Linked DNA regions of Mus musculus: regions 1, 3, 4, 5 and 6 are each linked to region 2. The links are chromatin contacts, called in public HiChIP or PLAC-seq and promoter capture Hi-C maps. All regions are on one chromosome and are shown on one strand. The core of a region is the stretch at or near the end of the contact, and the rest is flanking DNA. Distances in the headings are between cores, read along the strand shown. Region 1 holds the start of Abraxas2 (BRISC complex subunit). Region 2 holds the start of Nsmce4a (NSE4 homolog A, SMC5-SMC6 complex component). Region 3 holds the start of Bag3 (BCL2-associated athanogene 3). Region 4 holds the start of Oat (ornithine aminotransferase). Region 5 holds the start of Armc5 (armadillo repeat containing 5). Region 6 holds the start of Zranb1 (zinc finger, RAN-binding domain containing 1).

Region 1 (3,545 bases), core at 271-2,770, 2.3 Mb before region 2:
AGATAAATATTAAGGAAATTGCTATTAAATAGCTAGAAAGCTAGAGCTGGGTTTAATGGCTTCCCCTTGAAATCCCCACACTTAGGATTGGGGGTGATCAGGAGTTCAGGGCCAGCCTTGACACTATCTCAAGACAACAAAGAATAAATAACAAGTGAAGAAACGGAACTATGGCAGTTTCTAGAAATACTGTCCAAGTTTCTTATCTTTATAATAATCTTGTCTTATACACAAACTATGACATTCCTAGGTACTCTCTAAAACAGAATAAATAAGCACCCTGAACTCGTAACTGCAGTCCATGGACGCTAGGAACTTTACAACCACTTACAGTATTAAGAGCTAGCTGCAATACTGAAGGCTAGTAGGTCAGAGCTGGCTTTAGGAAAAAAAGCAGAACAATGCTGAATATATTCCTATCAGTAATCTCTGCCATCAACACTGCAGAGATGAAAAGAACAGTAAATTCATTCCACTCAGTATACTCATGGAATCGCCTCTCAGAATCAGTCTTTATTAATGGAATCGAAGATCAGTGACATCAAACCAAATCCAGTTTCCCTTCTAACTACTGTTTTTATAATGACAACCACAAAAAGCCCCATCTCTTATTCAATGAATTTAAATCGTTCACCAATAACAACAACACACACACAAACCGCTAATTGGTGGGAGAGTAATGTCCTGTAAAAGCACCTATTTCACAAATAATTTCCAGAGGTCAACGGCATTGAAAGGCAATTCGTAAAATAAAGACACCGAAGAGTCCTATGGACTCCATGGCCTGTACATTTCTGATCGCTCATAAGTGGGCCTGTCACTTCCCTCTTAAGACAAGTTCCGGGGATTAGAACACTCGCTGAGGAACTAAACAGGCAACTTTGAGGAAGTGCAAACAAGACTCTGCACCTAACGAGCCTATTCACATTCTCCATTTTCCACTGGGGTGAAAAAAAAAAAAATCCAAACAGCCACATCTGATAAGTATGAACGGTGACAGACACGACGACCCGTGTGGCCGGGGGTCAGAACTTGGATCCTCTCCTAGATTACAACCCAGACCTTTGAACTCCATCCCGACCCAAGGCACTCAAGTCTGGAAGCGCGATTCTCAGCGAGGGGTAGGCACCCAGTTTTGGCTAGGCGACTCCTGACACTGGCGGGGCCGGGCGCTTTAGGTCCTTTGGACTGAGAACAGCTGTGCCAGGACCCGCCCGAGGCCGAGAGCGCCAGAGAAGGGCCCGCGGGGTGCAGGAGCTGGAAGGGGGCGGGAGCCGCCTGGGTCACCAGCTCATCGGTTTGTCCCGGGGATTGAAGGCCGAGCCTCCAGCGGTCGTCGCTTGGCCGCAGGCGCCGGCCTGAGGAGGAAGCCGAAGGCCCCAGCGGCCACGGCAGGGGGCCCGGCACCTACGTGGTCGGCGTTGCTGTTGGCGCTGTGGAAACACACAGCGCTGAAGGTGTAGCCCGAAATGGAAGCCGCCATGATGGAAATCTCCACCTCCCCCATCATGCCCCGCGGAGGGTGCACAGCCTTCCGGACGCCCCGCCGCTGAGCATCCTGGGAAATGAAGTCCTCCAAGCTACTCGAAGCTAGGACAGGGAAGTAAAGGATTCCAGATCAAAGAGAACCAGCACCTTCAGTTTTGTGTGTTCCTCAGACACCGGCCTGTCTGTACAGCCTTGTTATAATCCAGTTTGTCCCTTCTGCAAATGAAGTTGAAGGATGGAAGGCCGGAGATGATTCCAGCAATTGAACAGGTTGAGATTTGACTTGGGAACAGCATGATGTAATTTCAACTTGAACAGACCACTTTGCCTGCCTGGTTGAGACTAATGCGTAGGAGAAATGGAAGGGAAGGAGATTTACAATAATCCCCACCTGGTGCAGTGACAGGGGAATTATGGTCAGAAGTAGTGGAGCTGGTAAAACGATTGGATTCTGGACTCAAAAACAATTCAAATATAAGTCGTGTAAGGGCAGAAGGGTTGCATGTCGGAGGCCAGCCAATGAATGCTACATAGACTTGTTTCAACAAACAACAAAAACAAAAACCTTCAAGTTTGACAAAAATCATAGAAGACAAAAACAAATAAGTAGCAATGAATAAACTATCAAATTTAGAAAGAAAAAAAAAAAGGGAACTATTTCTTCTGCAGCTTGCTAAGACTTCAGTATTCCTAGCTGGGCTCCTGATTTCCCTACAGAGCTACTTCTCACTTCTTTTCCAAGTTCAGCAAATAAAACTGTTTATGACAATTACTCAAATCAAAACCTTTGCAGCTGGGGCTGGAGAGATGGCTCAGAGGTTAAGAGCACTGACTGCTCTTCTGAAGGTCCTGAGTTCAAATCCCCGAAACCACATGGTGGCTCACAACCATCCATAACGAGACCTAGCGCCCTCTTCTGGAGTGTCTGAAGACAGCTACAGTGTACTTGCATATAATAAATAAATAAATCTTAAAAAAAAAAAAAAAACCTTTGCAGCTAGCCTTAACAACTTCTTTTCTCTTGTTCCCTACATCAGATCAGCTAAAACGATCTTCAAAAAAATACTGAGTCCTACGATTCACTACCAGCACATCTGCCACCCTGACCCAAAACACCATTTTCTCTCTCCTGGTTATGACAACTTCTCAGAGTCCCAGTTGGTGGCAATTTTGCCCTTAAGGGATGCTTGACATTGCTAGGAGATATTTTCCAATGCCAACCCCAGGGGAAGGAGGTAAACTCAGGAAAGGCCTCATAACAGAATTAACCAGTCCAAAATGTCGAGGTAATGAAGTGAGGCTGTTGACCTGCAAATATATCCTCAACACAGTCAGTGAAATGATCATGGTAATGTTTAGATATAAGGTGTCAATTATACCTGGCCAGCCTCCAAATCCTACGCCGACATGCCCTCCCCCTGCATTCCTGCTTCTGCTACCCTGATAGACTTGGCTACAGCTACAACAGTAGCCTTTTTGCTTTCTGGAAGCACTGAAAGTTCATCAGGTCATAGTGCCTTTACATATGTCCCTTTCCTCTGCCTGAGATGCTGGTCTCTTGGACAACTATATAGCTCACTGTTTTATGCCTGCCCTGGGTGCTTTGAAAGGCCACCCAGACCTCTTCTTGCAGGACTGATTGATTTAGCCTGGCTGCTGGGGAAGTTTTCCATTGACAGCTCCCAGTTCACATCTCCTGGAACTATTCCCTGTGAGAGAGAACCTAATTTTCCAGCTCAGTTAGTTTTCTTATCCAGTTTAAGACCACCTGCCTAAGTGCCACCCACAAAGAGCTGGGCCTTCCTACATCAATTAGCAATTGCTGGAAATAAAATCCGATGGCTCACTTTTCAAAGGTGTCTCTAGCCAGCTTAGGTCCAGCTAACAGTGAACAGAAAACAGAAGGCCCTTGCTAATGCTTGATAGTCTAGCTAAGTACCCCTCCCCCAAATGTTAATAAGCTACTCCCCCCAAACTGAAAGTTTAGAGTATAAAAAAATCTCAAACATCCAAACTTTTCTACAAGATCATTCATTGGTTTGATATGCTTTAAAATA
Region 2 (3,623 bases), core at 34-2,533:
GAGGCTCTAGAAGCAATGATATCTCAGTAGCAGTGAGCTCACTAGGCTTTGGATCTTGGTCTCAAAATCCTCTCAGCCTTTGTGAGGTAGTTAGATTCACGAGGATCAGGAACTCAATATTAGCTTCAGCTACAGGGTCAGTTTGAGGCCAGCCTGGGTTACATGAAATCCTATGTGAGAGGGAGGGATGGAAGAAGGAGAAGTGTGTGTGTCAGAGGGTAGATTACCTCAGGATTCCTAAGGTGGCATAAAAACTGGTACATGGGCGGGCGGTGGTGGCACATGCCTTTAATCCCAGCACTTGGGAGGCAGAGGCAGGCAGATTTCTGAGTTTGAGGACAGCCTGGTCTACAAAGTGAGTTCCAGGACAGCCAGGGCTACACAGAGAAACCTTGTCTCAAAAAACAAACAAACAAAAAACAACAACCAAACTTGTACACGGCAGTGTGGATCCATAATCCTAGTGCGTTGGAAGTGAAGACAGGAAAATGCCTAGATCTTGCTGGCTATTTAAGTCCTGTCAAAAAGACGAGTTCCAGGTTCAGCTAGAGATGCCTTATGGTAAAGAACGTGGAGAGTGGGCTGGAGAGATGGTTTAGAGGTTAAGAGCACTAGTTCTCATAGGAGTAGGGTTCCATCGCCGTTATCCACAGGGCAGCTCACAAACCCTTCTTAACTCCGGTTCCAGAGGAGGTGTGCACGTCCTATTTTGACATCTGAGGGCACTGCATACATTTCGTCCACAGTGTGCACGCAAATAAAGGATGTATATACACACACAACAAATCTAAAAAATGTGGAACTGAAAGAGGAAGACCCCTGAAGCCAACCTGCCGTTTGTACCCGCAGATGCACACTTGTGCATGCGTATCTATGTACAGTGCACACACACACAATTACATGGAATGATATGTATACATGTATCTTTGAAACCACATTGCATATAATTATCTTCCTCAGACCTGTTATAGGGTATCTGTTGTTAGAGAATCAGCTGTGAACCTGCCGTGTGGTGGTGCAGATATTTAGAAGGAGGCTTAACAGTTTACTATGGTACAGTCAAGGAACCCTGTTTTGTTTGTTGTATCCTCCCCAAGGCCAGAGGAGCCAAAGAGACAATGGGAAGATGCATGACTAAGTGGGGTGGGCATTAGGATCAGAGATCTAAAGTCCTAAGACTCTTGCTTGCAGGGTGGAGTAACTAAGAACCAATGCGAGGCACAGACACAGCCAACGCCGCCGCGACCTCCGGGCCACAGGTGTCGCTGTGTGCTCACGCGCCAGCCGGGGAGCTGCGTTGCTCCTGGAGCCGGCGCTCGAGCCCAGCCGGGGGTTTCAGTTTCTGGCGCGAACTTCCGCCGCTCCGAAGTTGCAAGGCGAATTGGCGCGATGTCTGGCGACAGCAGCGGCCGCCGGTCTGAGGGCCGGGGCCGGGGCCGCGACCCGCACCGGGATCGCACCCGCTCCCGGTCCCGCTCGCGGTCCCCGCTGGCCCGCCGCGGCGCCGCGCCGGAGCGCAGGGAGGCAGCGGAGCGTCCGAGCTTGGAGGACTCCGATCTGTCTGATTCTGGGGACGAGCTGATGGACCCGGCCTGCTTGGAGGCCGAGTACGACCAGGGCCTGTGCCGCCAGATCCGCCATCAGTACCGCGCTCTCATCAACTCTGTCCAACGTAAGGTGGCGCTTTGTGGCTGCGCGGGCCGGTGGCGTTCCATGGCTGGGGAGGGCGGTGGAGGTGCAGGCGCTGGCCGGTCTGCGCAGGCTCGCGGCAGCGCGCTTTCGCTTGTTTACGAAGTGCAGCCTACGCGACCTTGGCGGCGGCCGCGCAGGTGCTGTGTGGCCGGCTGGAAAAGCGGGAGACCAGACCTGGTGGTGACTTGAGCTCAGCTAGCCAGTAGGGAAGACAAGCACACACCACCAGATTTTTGTTCAATCTAGCTTGCTCCTCGTGGGCGCCTGAGCTATGGAGTCCCTTGGGATTGCTAAAATGCACATTTCCCTGCCCAGCTCGGATACACTGAATCAGAAATGCTGTACAGGCCCAAGCGTTTGTTGTGTGGCTCTCCAGATGAGCCTGTTGCTTGAGAAGTTGACAATCCTTTCTTAATCGAGCCCTTGTATTGGGAAGCCGAAGAGTCATCCCTTTGCACATTTGGGGAGCAAGTGTTTCCTGTCAAGAGTTCAAGTTTTGAGGGCTGGGGAGATGGGCAGATGCTTCTCTTGCGACCTTAATTAGATTCCCCAGAACCCTCTAAAGTGTCTCCTAAAAGTAGTTCTGTAAACTTGTATCCTCAGCCGAGGGGAAGCAGAGACCCTGGGTCTCTTTGGCCAGCTCACCTAGCCTTCTTGGCTAGTTCTATAGATAGATAGATAGATAGATAGTTCTATAGATAGATAGATAGATAGATAGATAGATAGATAGATAGATACCCTGTCTCAAAAGGCAAAGGTGATGGTGCGCTGAGGGAAGGACATCAAAGGTTGACCCCAGGCCTTCTGCACACACAGACGTTCAATTTGCTTGGAACAGTAGTAACATTGTCTCTTTCTGTAAAAGATAAAGCCTTTTTCTGTTAAAGAGATAAAGCCACTCTAATCATTACCCAGGCTGTAGGAGTGGAAGGAACTGTAAGTTGCTACTTATTAGTGAAGGATGTGCCCAGTTCCCTAAGCTTGTATTCTTTTAAATAGAAAACCGGGAAGACATACTGAATGCTGGTGACAAACTAACAGAGGTCCTGGAAGAAGCTAACACTCTGTTTAATGAAGGTAATTCATGATTTTAAATCTGTTATTGCAGCTTATACTCACTGGGTTACTTTTATAGAAGCCAATTATTGTTGTTCCATAATTCCCATTTACTAGTGCACAGGCCCAGAGCCTTTTCCGTTTTAGCAACAATACTGTGCACTTACCACTTGGTACAGTGTATGCTTTAGGGTTCTTCGAAGATTTCTAGAAGTCAGGAAGGAGTTGTACAGTCTGTTTTAAGAAGCCTCTTCCATGAGCTGGGCAGTGGTGGTACACACCCTTTAATCTCAGCACTGGGGGGTGGGGGAGGGGCAGAGGCAGGTCTCTGAGTTCAAGGCCAGCCTGGTCTGCAACTGTCTGTTCCTGTGCATCTACAGCTACACACAGAAACCCTGTCTCAAAAACAAACAAACAAACAAACTAGCTGGGCGTGGTGGCACACGCCTTTAATCCCAGCACTCCGGAGGCAGAGGCAGGCAGATTTCTGAGTTCAAGGCCAGCCTGGTCTACAAAGTGAGTTCCAGGACAGCCAGGGCTACACAGAGAAACCCTGTCTCGAAAATAACAACAACAAAAAAGACTAACAAAAAAGAAGCCGTGATTCTTTTGCTGGCTTGAATTTGAAAGTTTCACTTGTATGTTCTGTTAAGCAGATAGATGAACTAGAGAAGAGTGCAGCCAGCTTCAGAGATCCTCTTTTCTTTTCCTTCCTTGGTCTCCCCTCCTTTAGCTATTGATCCACCTATAACCTAATGGAGGTGCCTCATCTACAGGCACACCTCTTGTGTGTGGTTGGGGACAGTGGGGAAGAACTTTCCGTGTTGAAATCTGGCTCCTGGGAGTTTTCTATTTGTTTGAAGTTGTGTGTCCAT
Region 3 (3,933 bases), core at 821-3,320, 2.0 Mb after region 2:
CCAACCACTACCCCCAGAGCTCCCAGGGACTAAACCACCAACCAAAGAGTACACATGGAGGGACTCAAGGCTCCAGCCCAATATGTAGCAGAGGATGGCCTTGTGGGAAATCAATGAGAGGCCCTTGGTCTTATGAAGGCTCTGTGCTCCAGCGTAGGGGAATGCCAGGACAGGGAAGCGGGAGTGAGTGGGGTAATGAGCAGGGAGGGGGGGAATGAGATAGGGGGGTTTTCGGAGGGGAAATGAGGAAAGGAATAAAATTTGAAATGTAAATAAAAAAATATCTAATTTTAAAAAAAGAAAAACAAAACAAACAAGAAAAATCCTACCTAAATTTGTATTTTTAAGTTCTTCACTCAAAATTCAATCGAATTTTTATTTATTTTTATTTTATTTTATTGGTTTTTCGAGATCGGGTTTCTCTGTGTAGCCCTGGCTGTCCTGGAACTCTGTAGACCAGACTGGCCTTGAACTCAGAAATCTGCCTGCTTCTGCCTCTCAAGTGCTGGGATTAAAGAGGTGTGCCACAACTGCCCAGCTCAATCTTTTTTTTCTTTTTTTTTATAAAAAAAGACAAGGTCTTATTTTGCAACACAGGCTAGTTTCATTCCAACTTAATTACTTAATAACTTTTGAGATAGACTCCGATTATATAGCCCTGGCTAGACTTGAACTCAAGATCCTCTCGCCACAGCTTCCTGGGTGCTGGGATGACAGGCCTGAACCAGGCTGGGCTTCATTCCAAATTTGTATTTTCAATTTTTCTTGCTTTTTAGATTGAAGTACACAAACCTGAATATCTATGCAAATGAAGCATACACCTAGTGTTCACCAGACTCCTCAGCTGTTTCTGGTAACAAAACTCCAGTATTTGAAAAGGACAACAAGGAATCACGCCATTAAAAATACATTCTTTCACTCCAGTGTGAGTCTTAAGGCAGTGGCTAAGTATGGTGATACAATGTCTGATCTTTAGTTTTGGAACTGTCAGAAAGAGTATCTTAAAAAAAAATAGTGGTAGTATCAGAATTTTCTCTAACTGAAAGCAGTTTCGACCAGTAATAATAAGTTTAATGGGGGAAAATAACTTATTTACTCGAGCCTCCTGAGTCACTCTATGCCTAAGATCCAGTAAACTCAAGATAAGCCTCAACTAAGTTCTGAATTTGAAAGTGAAATCCCCACAGGAGACTCCACTCAGCAGCCTTTCAATCCTGGCCGTGCGCCATCAGCACCGGAGGGAGCCCAGGGTCTCAGCACGGGACGCGCGGGACAGAGAGGCGGCGGCCGGGCCTGGCCTGGGCCTCAGCCGCTCATCAGGCCGGTCGCCCTTCCCTGGGACGCGGCGCACCGCAGCTCAGGCCACCACTGCCCTTCGCCCTTCGCAAGAGGCTGTGGAAAACCACCCGATGTCACCACGCGGGTCGCACCCCGCTGGCTACCGTCCAAGGCCACCCTGCCTGCGGCTCTCTGCGGCCCGACGCCCGTTCGAGGCGGATATGGTTAAGGACTCTCCTTGCGCAGCAGGGCGCGGGGTGGGGTGACTCGCATAGCCCTGGCTCGACCAGGCCCCTTCGCCGTCGAGGTGGGACGGCAAGCTCCACTCACCTTAGGGCCCTCGGGGGGCACACGCGGGTCGTTCCACGTCGTGGTGCGGCTGTTGTGGTCCACGAAGAAGGGCCAGCCGGTCTGCGGGTCGATTTTGATCTCCCAGCCCGGGGGCAGGGGGTCTCGGTCGCTGGCTCCGTTGCCGGACGCCATCTGCATCATGGGCGATTGGGTGGCGGCGCTCATGCTGGGTTAGGGTCCGCCCGGGGCGCAGAGCTAGGGCGCGGGTCACGAGGTCGTGGAGTGCGGGCACCTCTGTGTAGCCGATGTGTCCGGGAAGCCGGCGCCGGGCACCTTTATGAATTAAAGGACTGGGTGACGTGGCCGAAGAGGGGTGGAAGTGTCTGGAAATAGCCTCCTAGCTGCCAAAGGGGAAGGAGGAGATAAAGAGAAGGCAGCAACTGGCCGGCTAGAAACTTCTGGTCCCATCCAGAGAACTTGGCGGCCGCCGTGGGTTGGATGCGGAGCTCCGCCCTGAGTCATAGGCTATAATCGCGGCGGGGCGGGACCTTGGGAGGGATCGGAGGCGGGGATTTGTCACCCGCCCCTCCTTCTCCTAGACTACCCAGGCTGTCCCTCCCTATCCCTGTCCTGTGTGTGTCCTGGGGCCTGTGCGCCTCGCGCCAGGTTGACACGCACCGGTGTCCTTGTGCTCTCTGGCTGGTTTCTGTCTCCGGACTCCCCACCACTCTTTCGTGCCGCGTGGGGGTGTCCCGGGGTTAGCAGTCCAAGGGCCGACACCTGGGGCCCCACCTTTGTGTAAGGACTAAATCATCTTTAAACTCGGAAAGTCTAGTTCTTTCTCTCTCTTCACACTCAGTGACGCTGGCGTCCTGCAGTGACGTTTTTAGTAACTTTTTCTCAAGGGCCTTATGACTTCTGAGAAATTCTGGAATGCTGATCTGAGGTCACAACAAAAAGAAAGAGCTGTGGAAACTCACCTGCCTGCTTTGGAAAACTGAAGAAGCAAGGACTAAAGTGACAACTTTGTGCTCTTGGCCTTCTATATAGGCACTTTCGCACAGTGACTAGACTTCAGAAACACCTGGAACCAATACTGAGGCCAATTTCCTGACTCAGATTCAGAGAATGTCCTGGGACCTTCAAAGATACATCTCTGGCCTCTTCCCCTCCGATTTTTACTCTGTGGCAAATACTAGAGGACTCTGCCAGACATTTCCAACAAGCTGATTTTTTTTACTTCCAAAGACCTTCTTACTGACTTTGAAGTCTCAAAGCCTCAGTATAAGTATTAACATAGTTAGCCTTCAGGTACTGCCTGGTGCCACCAAACACACCTGTATAAGCCCAAATGTGGGAATATTGACTTATTATCATTTGATAGTCACATTGAAAGGTCTAGACACTTAGATTCACTCACTGGTCAGTGTCTGTCTTTTGCTTCTTTATACCTGAACCCACCCAGCACGTGGCTAAATCCAGAGTCCATCTTCAATAAAGGAATAAAGATTGATGTTTATTGAAGACTGAATACAAAGTGAATTTTTTCGCTTGTTTTTCAATACAAGGTATCTTTGTGTAGTTTTGGCTGTCCTAGAACTAGCTAATTATGTAGACCAGGCTGACCTTGAACTCACAGAGATCCATCTCTCTGCCTCCCAAGTGCTGGGATCAAGGGCATGTGTCACCACTGCTTGGCTGTGGATATTTTTTTAAAGATATGGTCTATCTATATAGTTCTGCCTCCCAAGTATTGAGATTAAAGGTGCACACTACCATCTACTACGCCTAGCAATGCCCTATTTAAAAAATATTTAAAAAAAATAAATAAAGATTTATTTTATATGTATGAGCCGGCTTGTGCAATGCCTTCCGAGGTCCAAAGAGGGTATTGCATGCCCTGAAACTGTAGTTATAGATGTTTATAGCTTCCTTGTGGGAACTGAACCTGGTCCTCTATAAGAGTAGCAAATGCTCTTAAGTCATCTCTCCCGCACCCCCACTTTGTCCTCAAATTGCCCCTTCGTTCCTACCATCCATTCCTATCTTGCTAAGTATTTCTTGACTCTGTGACTCTTCTCTTTCTTCCGTCCCAGCCATCTTACGCTTTCACCTGGATCCTTCACAGCACCCTAATGGGTTCTTCAGCCTTTGGGCTTGCCTCTAAACCTCTTGCCCATATAGCAGCCAGAGAGGCCTTTTCAAGCACCCACCAAGTCCACTCTCCTTGGTCTGGTGCACAAAGGTGTATTCCTCATTTTCCCTGGTCCATACTTCAGCTGACCCTGCTGAACTGTATCTTGCACACACTGCTTCCACCACCAGGATGGAAACCCTTCTATCCACTCCAACCATCATCTCCTG
Region 4 (3,943 bases), core at 794-3,293, 2.0 Mb before region 2:
AGGGAAACCATAAATTTTTATCATGCTCTTTGTACCCAGTGCCATTCTCTGATAAGTGAGAAGTGATAAAACTCAGACATTCCCAGAGGTTTCTTGCTTATGAAATCCTTTTCATCAAAGAGCACCCTACCTGCGAGTTCAAAAGGATTGCCACATGTTTTGATGTTACCCTTAGTTCTCCTGATGAGCTCAGCTGCTCCTGCTTGCCAAGGCATAACAAGATGGCCCTGGCTTTACCCATTTGTCCTGGCTTACAGAGCAGAATCACAAAGAAGCAGTTCCTTTCTGACCCCAGGGGAGGAAGGGTCAAACCCCCAAGAGGTTGATCATACTGAAGTAGGTGGTATGAAAGGAATAAAAATGAAAAAGATAAAGTTATCCACTCATAATAATGAGCCTTAGAGGGTAATTAATGGTCATTATAGTAATGAAGTAATGATCTGGGCAAATGACCTTAGCCAAGGATAGGATGAGCCCAGTAGGCTTGCTCAGTGCTCCTGAGGATATTGGATTCACTGCTCTATCTCTGAGCCCACACTACTTTCTTGCCCCTACTGACCAGGTCAACTAAGACATTCCCTGCTATGGCTGTTGAATGTCTTCTATTTGTCTCTCTACCTGGGTCTTCTTTTGTTTGTCTTTACATGTGTCTGGTGTGTTTGTGTACCAGTGTTTGCATGAGTGTGGGTACACAAGGTCTGGTGTCTTCCATGATTGATTCCTACGTATTTAAATATATTTAATTGAGCCTGGGTTTCTCACTTGAACCCAGAGCTCTAGGAATTGTCCTGTCTCTACCTCCCTGAACGCTGGGATTTCAGATGGGTCTCGATGCCCACTCAGCGTTTATGTAGGCTCTGGGGACCTGAACTCTGGTCTCTTTATGCTTGCCCAACAATCACTTTACCTACTGAACCATTTCCTCTGCTCTTTCCCATCCCACTTTCTTTTCCTCCTCTTTCTGATCTTGCTCTGTGTCTAGGGAGGCTAGTTTGTGGGGATTGTCTTTTCTCTTGTTTTCTCAAGTCAGGGTTTCTCTCTGTACCTCTGGCTGCCCTGGAACTCTCTCTGTAGACCAGGCTGGCCTAGAACTCATAGAGATCCACCTGCCTCTGCCTCCTGAGTCCTGGGATTAAAGGTGTGCACCACCACCACTACTACCACCAGTCTTAACAGACTCCTTAGGCTCCTGGCTCCCTCCAAGTAGTCTTTCCTCAAACTCCTCTCTCTTTGGGGTTCTAGAAACCCCACATCTAGCCCTGGATACGTGGACTGACAGTGGCTCTCCCTGGTGTGCCAGTCCCTCCATCCTTGTGCTTTCTTATTCACACACATTCTTTCCAAACTGGAGTGTGAAATCTTTCTGCCTGACCCTGAAGTGTAAGGTAGTGAATCACTGGCCCTCTGTGGTCTACAGCTTTTGGTACAGGATTGGATAACTCTTCTATTCTCTTCATATTTTCTGATTTATAACGAGCGTTATAGACAAAAATGATACCTAAGCACCTTCTGATTGTGTTTATCCTGCAATATCCTTTTCCGGTTTGAGTTTTAACCATGGTAGTGGAGGGAGTGCAGGCAAGTCTATACTGCGTAGCTGTCATTTCCAACCACTTATAACAACAGTTAATAACATCCGGGCGGCGTTTTACAGCTGCAGAGATGATACTAGAAGCATCAGTAATCTGTTTTGTCATTTTGGTACGTGAGGGTTCAAGGTCATGTGGTTTCAGCATTTAAGATATGATGTTGCTCCCAACAGGCTCTTTCAGGAAAGGTTTTGGAAGGTCCCTGGGCTAGAGAAACGCAGTGAGAGGCCACCATTCCTTCGGGCCTCCGTTCCCCTTCGGGTAAAAGAAAGCGAACTGCTCCAAGTTCAGTGCAGAGCTCAAGCGCCACAGGCACAAAAGCAGACTGCGCACTTGGGGAAGGCAGCAGAACTTGGCGCCCGGAGGCTCAAGGCCGGGTGGGTGGGGCGAGAGTGAGCCTCTTGTGATTGGTGTGCGGCCCTCCGCCTTAACCAATGAACTGAGAGAACGGGCGGGGGCGGGACAGACACGTCGTCTTAAACGACCTGACGCGCCGGGCAGCCACATCGCGCTTCGTGGCTGAAGTACAGTCAGTGTCGCTTAGCGGACGCTGTCAGGTACGACGTACGCGCCGGGGCTGGGCCAGAGCGACTAGGGCCCACTCGGTGTTCTGGAGTCTCCGCCGGGGCAACACTGGAATCTCCGGGTCTAGGGCGCCACGCAGGCCCGGGGTGGGGCGGGCTCGGCGTGAGGACGGGCGGGGCACGGCTTGGGCTCACTGTCCCCGGGGGACTCGGCTAAGGGGACTGGGGCCTTGGAGGTCTCGACTTTGAAAAGGCGGCGTTGAGGGCGCGGGGCACCACGAGCAGCTTGGCGGGGGGTGGGTGGGGGGTGGGGGTGGGAAGAGGAGGGAAGGACCCGATCCCTGGGGACAGAACTGCGAACTTGTGGTCGCGTCACCGGGAGGGGGCGCTGATGCGGACCAAGTCCGAGCTCCTTGGGCAGCTTTTACGTCTCGTGGCAGATCATACCCATCCCTCCCCAATCCCCACTTCTCTTCAGTCCTAAACCAAATAAGAGGATTGAGGAAGTGACGTGCACTCTGTGATGAGATGGTGGCTAAGGATTGGCCCACAGGGCTCTCTGCACGAAGAGCCCCCTCCTTAGGCCTTTGACAAGCTATGTTGAACCTCAGTAAATTCCAGTCTAATTGTGGGGAGCTCTTGCTGCCAGCAAATCTTGCCTCAGGCCTACAGCAATGCCCGGGAGTACATTTACCTTGTAGATGTGTCAAGATATATTAAGGGAGGAGTGGTTTTGGAATGAAGTGGCTTTGCTACTTGAATAACCTCTGATTTCTCCACCCTAAATTTTCTTGATCAAACTTGTTAGTGTCTGTAGGTAAATTAATTTTATGTAACTTGTAACTGTACTTTAAATTGTATGTGTGTGATCAGGAATGAATGCGCCATCCGAGGCCAGAGGGATTCGATACCCCTGGAGCAGTTCTTGATAGTTGTGCCATGTAATGTGGGTGTTAGGAACCAAACTCTGGTCTTCTGCAAGCATAGTAGGTGATCTTAACTGCTGAGCCATCTTTCCAGCCCCTAAAACTTTAATTAGTACATATTTTAAAAGGTATTTTTTCCTGTCTCATCTATTTACCTTCCGGTCTACTTTTACTATGGTTATATGGATATGTATTTTATGCTCTTTGCAGAGTTCTTGAGGATGAGCCAAACTGTATACCTGTATACTTTTTTTTTTTTTTAGATTTATTTATTTATTATACGTAAGTACACTGTAGCTGTCTTCAGACACTCCAGAAGAGGGCATCAGATTTCATTATGGATGGTTGTGAGCCCCCATGTGGTTGCTGGGATTTGAACTCAGGACCTTCAGAAGAGCAGTCGGTGCTCTTAACCACCGAGCCTTCTCCCCAGCCCCCAAACTGTATACTTTTAAAAATAGTAATGAATGGGTAGTGATGTGGAGGTGTGTGGAGGGTGCGGTGTAGTTGGTTCAATCCTTTCCCAGTAGTGTTACTTTAGTTGTTTGCCAGTGACGCACTTGAGGTGAATTTTAGCCAGAATATTGGTTACATAAAACAAAGCTTATGTTGACAGACCTTCCAAAAAAAAGAAAAAAAAATTAAGGGCTGCATTTGTGAATGGTTACCTCAGAAAAGTAAATATTTAACAAGCGCCAAACCAAATTTACTTCTCAAGCTGAAGATTTTCAATGGCTTTTGGATGACTTTACCCTGCTGTTTCTTTTAGAGCAATTTAAGGAAAGGTTATTTAATAAGGCAGACTAAACAAATTCTTCCAAATGCAGCCCTTAATGGAGACTGTACTGTGGAGATATTCCTGTGAGCTAATGGGGAAGGGAATAATGGTGGCCTGAAATTAAAC
Region 5 (3,607 bases), core at 147-2,646, 2.3 Mb after region 2:
TCTAATTTATGGAGAGAGCAGTGACGTCACATAGCATCACACCTGAGGAGATGAGTGGCGCTGCACCATCACAAAGCATGTACTCAGAGGCCTGGCATAATGGAAGGGCAGCGCAGATACTGTGGGTTGGAACCTTTCTAAGAAATGGGGGCGGAGCACTTACCCAAAGGGAGAATGCCTCCAAGTCTCCGCACTTCGGCCCGGCACGCCCCTTCTGTACAGCAGTTGGCTAGAATGCTGAGCGCCAAATCCAGCGTCTTGCGCAGGCGCATTGGCAACGAAGGCGTCAAGAGCGACTCGGCAGCGGGGGCGTGGCCAGGGGTAGAACCAGCTGACGCAACCGACGAAGGGGCGGAGCCAGAGGCTGCTTGGGACGGGGCGGGGCCCGCAGCAGCCGTTCGGCGGAGCAGGGCGAGAAGGGGGCGGAGCCCGCCGCGTGCCCGGAAGCGCTCAATCCCCTCTGCCGCCTTGATGTGGCGCGTGCGAAGAGCTAAGAGCGCGCGGCCCAGGGGTGTCTCGTTGGTAGCTGGGTCCTTTCCCCCACCTGGCCCCTCCCCGGCCGCCGCCGTGAGCTGCGCGAGGCAAAACGAGAGCGAGTCCGTAAGGGCCGGTCTCGCAGCCGCCATCTTGGCCCGGGCCTCAGGCTCCGCCCCGCGTCTCGCCGGTACTCTGAGAGAGCGGAACTGGAAGAGGGGGGCGTGGCCAGGCTGCTCCTCGGAATAGCGCCGCCGCAGTTATCTTGCGAGTCGGAAGTTCAAGTTCTAGATTCTGGAACTCCGGTACTTGCACAGTCGCAGAAGACATGGCGAGAATGGTATTTATCTGTGGGAAAGTAAGAGGCGCGTGCGGTGCATGCTGGGATATGTAGTCGGCGCCAAGCTTAGTGCAGTTTAAGTGGGTGAGAAACTCCTCCCGGGGCCGAAGAGTGAACTGTTGCTCCTAGGATCAGACGCCCCGCGGTGGAGTCTTAGTGCTGTCCTGTGCTCCCCAACGTGACTTAGCCACTTCGCTCCCGGTACGTCCTTGTCGGCGACGTTCAGACTTGATTGGCAACCCTCAAAGCGCGGTGATCAATGGCTCCGAAAGCCGGACTGACAGACTCGCAGAACCCCAAGCCGTTTCAAAAGTGCTAAGTTCCCGACAGAAAGGTCTCGCCAAGCGAATGAAAGAGTTAAACCTACCGGGAAAGTTCGCTGCCACTTCCTAGAGTCTCTCGGGCTTGGGGACCTTTCCGTTTCCGGTACCGGCCTCCAAGCCTCCAGTGCCCCGTTCTCCAACTGTGCTGATGAGTTAAACGGGTGGCATTTAGGAAACCGAGCGCTTTTCGGCCGCAATGGAACTTGCGGCTCCAGAAGTGACCAGGGAGAATCTAGATGGGGCTAAGCTGCTGGAGAACCGGACGTCAAAATTCCCGGGAGCCCCCAGGTCGCCCCTGGATCGCGAGACCGCGCTACATGAGCGCCCCCTCCTGGCGCGGCCGGAACAACCAGCCCCCGTGGAAAAAATGCTGGACCAGCAGTACTTATGTAGGTCAGGCTCTGGCCCCAAGGAAGAAACCTTTGTCAAGACCAGTGATCCTGCAGTCCCCAAAGCTTTCAAGTGTAGGGATTGTGGGTTGGCTGTACCCAGTCTCTCTGATCTCATTCACCATCAAAGCAGCCATGGGTGTGACCGCCCTTACAGCTGTCCAGAGTGTGACAAAAGCTTCCGGCGTGGCTCAGATCTGGTTAAGCATTACCGAGTTCACAGTGGTGAAAAACCATACCCCTGCCCAGAATGTGGCCGTTGCTTCAGCCTCAGCTCTAATCTCACTAAACACCGTCGTTCTCACTCAGGTCTCCGGCCGCACAAGTGCATGGAGTGCGGAGAGGCCTTTGGTCGCAGTGCAGACCTAGCAAAACACCAGCGGGTGCACACTGGGGAAAAGCCCTATGCGTGTGCTGAGTGTGGAAAGACTTTCAGGGTTAGCTCCAACCTGATCCAGCACCAGCGAACTCACACTGGTGAGAAACCCTACCGCTGTGGCCTCTGTGGCAAGAGTTTCAGCCTGAGCTCTAACCTTTTACAGCACCAGCGCTGTCACACAGGCGAGAAACCCTACTTCTGTGCCTGGTGCGGAGACAGCTTTGGGCGAAGTTCCTATCTGCTAGAACACCAGCGTTCACACACGGGTGAGAAGCCCTACAATTGCTGTGAGTGTGGCAAGAACTTCACCAACAGCTCAAACTGCCTACGGCACCAGCGCACTCACAATGGAGAACCGCCCTTCAGGTGTCTTGAATGTGGTCGTGGCTTTAGTGAGATCACCATGTTCACTGAACACCAGCGCATCCACTTGAGCAAATGACCTTTCCAGAATGTGGCAAAAATCTCACACCACAGTTCCATCAATGTTCACACATGGGCAAGAAACCCTAGAAGTTTCCTGATTGCAGCTAGTATTTTTGTGGACACCAGCCTATGCACACAAGCAAAGGCCTTTCATTTGCAGGTTTGTCAAGAGCTGCAGTCAGATTTCCCACTTGCTCTTCTACCAGGTGACCCACATGAGCAAGAAGACCTCCATCTGCCCCTTAATAAGGCAAGCCTTTGCCCATAACGCTTAGCCTTGTCTAACATCAATGGGTGTTCCAAGATGAGAGTTTCTGCAGTTATCCCTGGCTTCAATGAAGGGACCAGAGTGTTGTTAGTTTTTTTTTTTTTTTTTTTCTTTTTTTCTACGTCCCGAAGGTGACTTAACTAAGGGCCACTAATGGGGTTCACAAATGGCATCTGGGTTGAGCCACAGGCTAGACGAACAGCACTAGAGCTGTGTCTGCCTTCAGAGAAACAAGATTTAAACACACACACATGCACACACAAAAGTCCTGTTTTCTGAGATTTCATTCAGAATCTCCATTAGCTAGACAAAAGTTTTTAGATGCCCAAAACCACATAGCTCCTGCCCCAGCTGCAGATAGGCTAACCATGACAAAAGCAACAACTCCTTTTTCTCTGGAGGAAGAGGATTACAAACCAGGCAAAGTCCATGTGAGGACTACAGTAGCCAGAGGTTGGAGGAGGACCAAAGGGGATGATCAAAGGCTATGTCTTGGCAAAAGGACCGGAGAATTTGACCTTGGGATTGTTACATAAACTCTGGGTGTAAGAAACCATTTGAGGAACTCTTCACCACTCATTAACTCTCTCTACTGCTTACACTAGGGTGCTAGAGGTTGAGGTAGAAACAAAGAAATAGATGTTGAGTTCAGGATACTTTATGGTATTTCTAGGCAGGGGCAAAGGCCCAAGATTTGTCATCTCGTTCTTTTCTAGTCTTCAGTCCCTTCCCTTGAAAATCCCCCTGCCCCCCTCACGCCCTTTCCTTCCTCCATCAGTGGAAGAATAGTGAAAACTTCTGGACTTTGGAGATTCAGTGTGGCCTTTCTGTCTGATATAGAGGAGGTTGCCCACACAAATGTATTTCTACTGCTAACATTATCCTATATGGGAGCACAGGGTTTCCCAGAGCACCACATAGTCTTTGAGCAGAGTCCAAGCAATAAGAGACTGCTTGTTTTCCCGAGAGGTGCCCTTGTCTGCACCACATGCATACAAGTGTCTCCTC
Region 6 (3,807 bases), core at 315-2,814, 2.4 Mb before region 2:
CCTTTTAACCTCTCACAACCCCCCCCCAATGAAAAAGTTACAAAAATTTAATGAGACTATTTTAAGAGCCTCCAAATCAAGAGAGTGGCTTCCAAATATACTTTCGAAATACCTCATTTAATTAAAATAATATTTAACAGGATCCAGCTTTACTTTTCCCAAGCATAGTTCAGTGGACTTTCTAATGGCCTCTGTCACAAAGATCCTCGGGTCTCCCCTGTTTTCTCTATATAAGCCAAGTCACCCATTTTTGATCAACAGAGGTACCATGCATGTAGCAAAAGTTGGTAGGGAGTCGACTGAAAGAGACTGCGGGGTACAGGAGCCACTCATTATATAACACTTCCAAGTATTTGTACATCACGTTTATTAACACCATCACAGGTCAACTATACAGAGACCAAACATTGCAAGCAGTGGAAAGAACTTATAAAAATTGACTTAGTGGGTAACCGAAAGGGGAAATCGAGGGGTTGAGATACAAAATTCTAAGCAAGGTGGTTTCAAAACCAGCGTCTCCAAGATAATGGGCGGGTTCAAACTTCTTGCTTAACGTAAACTGCCTCTCCCCGGCGCTAACAGCAAGTATTACAGCTCTTTTGTCTGTGCAATGACCAGCCAAATTAGAGCAGAAAACCAAAACAAAACAAGAAAACCCACAAGGTAGGTGCACAGAGCGATCGTTACCGGGAGCGGAGTTCCAGCTGCCCATGGCCACCAGACATCAACTTTCACCCTGATTTGCTTTAGGCAACCGGAGGCCAACGTATGAGGGGAGAGAAAGTGGACAAGGGACCAAAACACAAGTTTGGGGACCAGCACCAACTTAGAGCGACAAATCCGGGTGTTTATGGCCTACTAAGAGGTGGGAATAAGACCCACACACTCGGACTCGGGAGGGATCCCAGTTGCCGGAATGAGGCGGGCAGAAGGGCAGCGCCAGCCGCTGACGAAGGCGGCCAACTGAGGTCGGTAAACAAGCCGGGCGGCCACTCTCCCTCATCCTCCGGGTTGTCCCCGCGCTGGGAAGCCCAAGATGGACGCGCGGCCGCGGACAACCCCGGGCCTGCGATGCGCTATCCCGCAACGCTGCCGCCCGGAGGCTCGGCAGCCTGCTCCCCGCGACGCCCCGTCAGGCCGCGGTCGACCCGCGAGGGGCCTGCGGCGCGGCGCCCCCAACCCAGGCCCGGTTACCTGGCGGCCGCGGATCCTCCTCCTCCCCGTCTGACGCGCGGCGCCCGGCGGCCGCGGCGGCGGCGGCGACTCCCGCACGGCCAGCGGCGACGAGCCGAGCCCGGCCCCTCTCCGCCTCCCTCGGCGCCGCCGCCCACCCCGCTGCTGCCGCCTCCGCCCTCCCGCCTCAGTCAGGACATGTTCTCCGCGGGCCCGCGCGCGGCTCCCAGCGGCCCGAGGGGCGGAGAGGCTGCGCGGAGGCGGGGGCCGAGGCTCGGGGACAGGGGCGGAGCGGTCTGGGGACAGCCTCGGGCGCAGAGGACTCCGAATGGCGGCGGTCAGGACCCTAGAGCTAAATAAACCCCGCGGCGGCCGCACAACGTCAGGAACTGGACCTCGCTGCTCACCGTCCTGTGATTGGTCCCGAGGCCTCAGGAGGCGCAGCCAATAGGCGACCGCCTCTTTCCCGGCGCAGGAGCGGGCCGCGGCCGTGACGTCAGCAGCGTGCGTCCTGATTGTGAGGCTACGGCGCGCGCGGTCCCGCGACGCGTCCTCCCGGGTGAGTGTCTTCAAGTCTAAGTGCAGGATGCACTTGGGAGGTGGGAGCCTTCTTCCCCTGGCCGCCGGCCGCTCTTTGCTGCAGAGTCGCCAGCGCTTTGAATCAAGCGTGAGTCACGCATCTGTTTGCTAACTGGGAGACCGCTTGGCCGTTCCTTCGGCGGTTTAAAACAGTTTTTAAAATTTCAATAATTTGACCCAGGCTGTCATTCTGGGGCTCAGGCTGGCCTGGAACTCTTAAACGATATTCCTGCCTCAGCCTCCCCAAGAGCGCTGAGATTACAAGCCTTGCTTACTTGGCATTTTATTTTGTTTTCAGACGAGGTTCTCTTGTAGCCCGATTTATTTCTAACCCCTCTAAATAGCTGAGACTGATCCCGAACTCTTAAACCTCCGGAGTGCTGGACTTACGCCACCACTACTCTTAGCTTCACCTAGCCCTACTTCAAACTTTTTCAAAATGTAAACTGCTTTAAAAGTAATGTGTTAAAGGCCGTAGAAATAGTTCACTGGGTAAAGTTGCCAAGCCTGACAGCCTGAGTTCCATCCCCAGTACCTACAGAGTGGAAGAAGACGACTAACTCCCACAGTTGTTCTCTGGGCTACACACAAAATAAATAAATGTAATTTTTAAAAAGATAGTAATATGGGGGGTCTGGAGAAACGGCCAGCGTGTAAGAGCACTTACTTCGGAGAAGCAAAGTTCTGCTCCCAGCAGCCACTTCAGTGGAAGACAGTCACCTGTAACTCCAGCTCCAGGGGGTTCAGTGCCCTCTTGTGGCCTCTACCAACACCCACACTCACTTGCACAAACACATAATTAAAAATAAAAATAATTAATTAGTATCTTGAAGGAACATTAACAGCAATCTGGGAGGGCATTTAGTAATTGTTTGGATACCTCAGATCCAAAAGGATGACCGTGTTACTTGAAGTTTGATGTTTCCCAAACTTGAGTGGGAATTCACTTTGTGAAGCTGTCTTTGGTGTCTTGAGTTATTTGCATAAAATGGTATAAGACAGCTGTACCATGGCCATCAAAAGAACAGTACTTTGTATAACTTCCCCTCACCAACATCTTTCACAACCAGTGGGGTGCTTCCTCTCCATAGCCATTGCTATGGAGTAGAGGCCTTCAGCAACCCCCACCTGGTCTGAGAACTTATCCATAAATTAAGTTTAAATGGAAACAACAACACAAAACAACACGTTCTCAAGGATATAATTAATTCATTTGTAGGTAGGATCCCACGCTATTATATAAAAACAGTAGTTCAGTTGACCCTTTGGAAACACTTTGTTTAAGCACTTCCTCTTCCTGAATCAAAGCTTTACAGCATGCTGCCTCCAAATAAACACCAATCACACGGTAAGATGTCCAAGTTGTAGTTTATTTTAGTCAGAAAAGGGATAGGACTCAGAGGAAGCTTTTAAATTTGATTTAATAAATGTCTTGTAAAAAAAAAATCTGCACCAAGAAATAAACACAAAGATAAGGAAGACCATCTTAGTGGTAAAAATGATAGCACGGAAAGAGGCTAAGTCAAAATAACCACAATGACAAAATGGGATTGCTAAGTAAATTAAAGTGAAAATCAACTTATAATTGAAAAGGAGAACAAAGGAAAAAAAAAACTGCATTGAAGACAAAAAGACTCTTGAGAGGCATCTAGTAGTTCTCAGACCTGAGGTGATGGATCAGTATATAAAGTGCTTTGAGTTCAGTCCCCTGAATCCATGTAAGAAAGCCAGGTTCATGCTTATAATGACAGTGCCAAAGGAGAAGACAGGAGAACCCCTGAGCTCCATAGCCAGCCAGTTAAGTCTAGCTCCAGACAAGTGAGAGATCCTGCCTTAAAACACAAAAGTGGATGTTCCTGAAGGATGATACATACCCAAGGTATCATTTGCCCTTTTGTCCCCAGGCCTGTATACACACATAGGAACATATACAAAAAGAAAGAAAAGAATGTATTAGTTTTCAACAATGGCAACACATTAGAGTCACTAGTATGGCTTTTTAAACATGGGCTCCACCTAAGAGGAGAATCTGAGCATAGATAAGTCTTAAACACC

The links. Promoter capture Hi-C pulls out the DNA fragments that hold promoters and counts their contacts. HiChIP or PLAC-seq counts read pairs in DNA pulled down with a chosen protein or histone mark.
Region 1: a contact with region 2 is called in an H3K27ac HiChIP or PLAC-seq map of embryonic stem cells, with 4 times the contacts expected there. The contact joins the promoter of Abraxas2 here to the promoter of Nsmce4a in region 2. A contact is called at or near these places in 2 of 115 datasets of contacts at active chromatin or transcription factors (embryonic stem cells and large pre-B cells) and 1 of 9 other capture datasets (liver).
Region 3: a promoter capture Hi-C map of embryonic stem cells shows a contact between it and region 2, with 4 times the contacts expected there. The contact joins the promoter of Bag3 here to the promoter of Nsmce4a in region 2. A contact is called at or near these places in 1 of 39 promoter capture datasets (embryonic stem cells) and 1 of 115 datasets of contacts at active chromatin or transcription factors (embryonic stem cells).
Region 4: a contact with region 2 is called in a promoter capture Hi-C map of pre-B cells, with 5 times the contacts expected there. The contact joins the promoter of Oat here to the promoter of Nsmce4a in region 2. A contact is called at or near these places in 2 of 39 promoter capture datasets (liver and pre-B cells).
Region 5: a contact with region 2 is called in a promoter capture Hi-C map of erythroid cells, with 4 times the contacts expected there. The contact joins the promoter of Armc5 here to the promoter of Nsmce4a in region 2. A contact is called at or near these places in 1 of 39 promoter capture datasets (erythroid cells) and 1 of 115 datasets of contacts at active chromatin or transcription factors (embryonic stem cells).
Region 6: a promoter capture Hi-C map of pre-B cells shows a contact between it and region 2, with 6 times the contacts expected there. The contact joins the promoter of Zranb1 here to the promoter of Nsmce4a in region 2. A contact is called at or near these places in 1 of 39 promoter capture datasets (pre-B cells) and 1 of 115 datasets of contacts at active chromatin or transcription factors (large pre-B cells).

Annotation. Positions count from the first base shown.
Region 1 is chr7:132,857,200-132,860,744 of GRCm38.p6, reverse strand. Abraxas2 (BRISC complex subunit) reads right to left here and starts at 1,520. Exons shown (of 9, transcript NM_198017.3): 1 at 1,412-1,520. The coding sequence starts at 1,510.
Region 2 is chr7:130,545,041-130,548,663 of GRCm38.p6, reverse strand. Nsmce4a (NSE4 homolog A, SMC5-SMC6 complex component) reads left to right here and starts at 1,283. Exons shown (of 11, transcript NM_001162855.1): 1 at 1,283-1,672; 2 at 2,692-2,769. The coding sequence starts at 1,390.
Region 3 is chr7:128,521,720-128,525,652 of GRCm38.p6, reverse strand. It overlaps Bag3 (BCL2-associated athanogene 3), which reads right to left and starts at 2,070. Exons shown (of 4, transcript NM_013863.5): 1 at 1,609-2,070. The coding sequence starts at 1,794.
Region 4 is chr7:132,574,498-132,578,440 of GRCm38.p6, reverse strand. It overlaps Oat (ornithine aminotransferase), which reads left to right and starts at 2,043. Exons shown (of 10, transcript NM_016978.2): 1 at 2,043-2,146.
Region 5 is chr7:128,235,146-128,238,752 of GRCm38.p6, reverse strand. It overlaps Armc5 (armadillo repeat containing 5), which reads right to left and starts at 1,396. Exons shown (of 6, transcript NM_146205.2): 1 at 164-1,396. The coding sequence starts at 626. 9130023H24Rik (RIKEN cDNA 9130023H24 gene) reads left to right here and starts at 722. Exons shown (of 1, transcript NM_177001.3): 1 at 722-3,607. The coding sequence starts at 1,334. The coding sequence ends at 2,347.
Region 6 is chr7:132,928,933-132,932,739 of GRCm38.p6, reverse strand. It overlaps Zranb1 (zinc finger, RAN-binding domain containing 1), which reads right to left and starts at 1,564. Exons shown (of 10, transcript NM_207302.3): 1 at 1,195-1,564. 1500002F19Rik (a long non-coding RNA gene) reads left to right here. Exons shown (of 2, transcript XR_003946678.1): 1 at 1-1,732.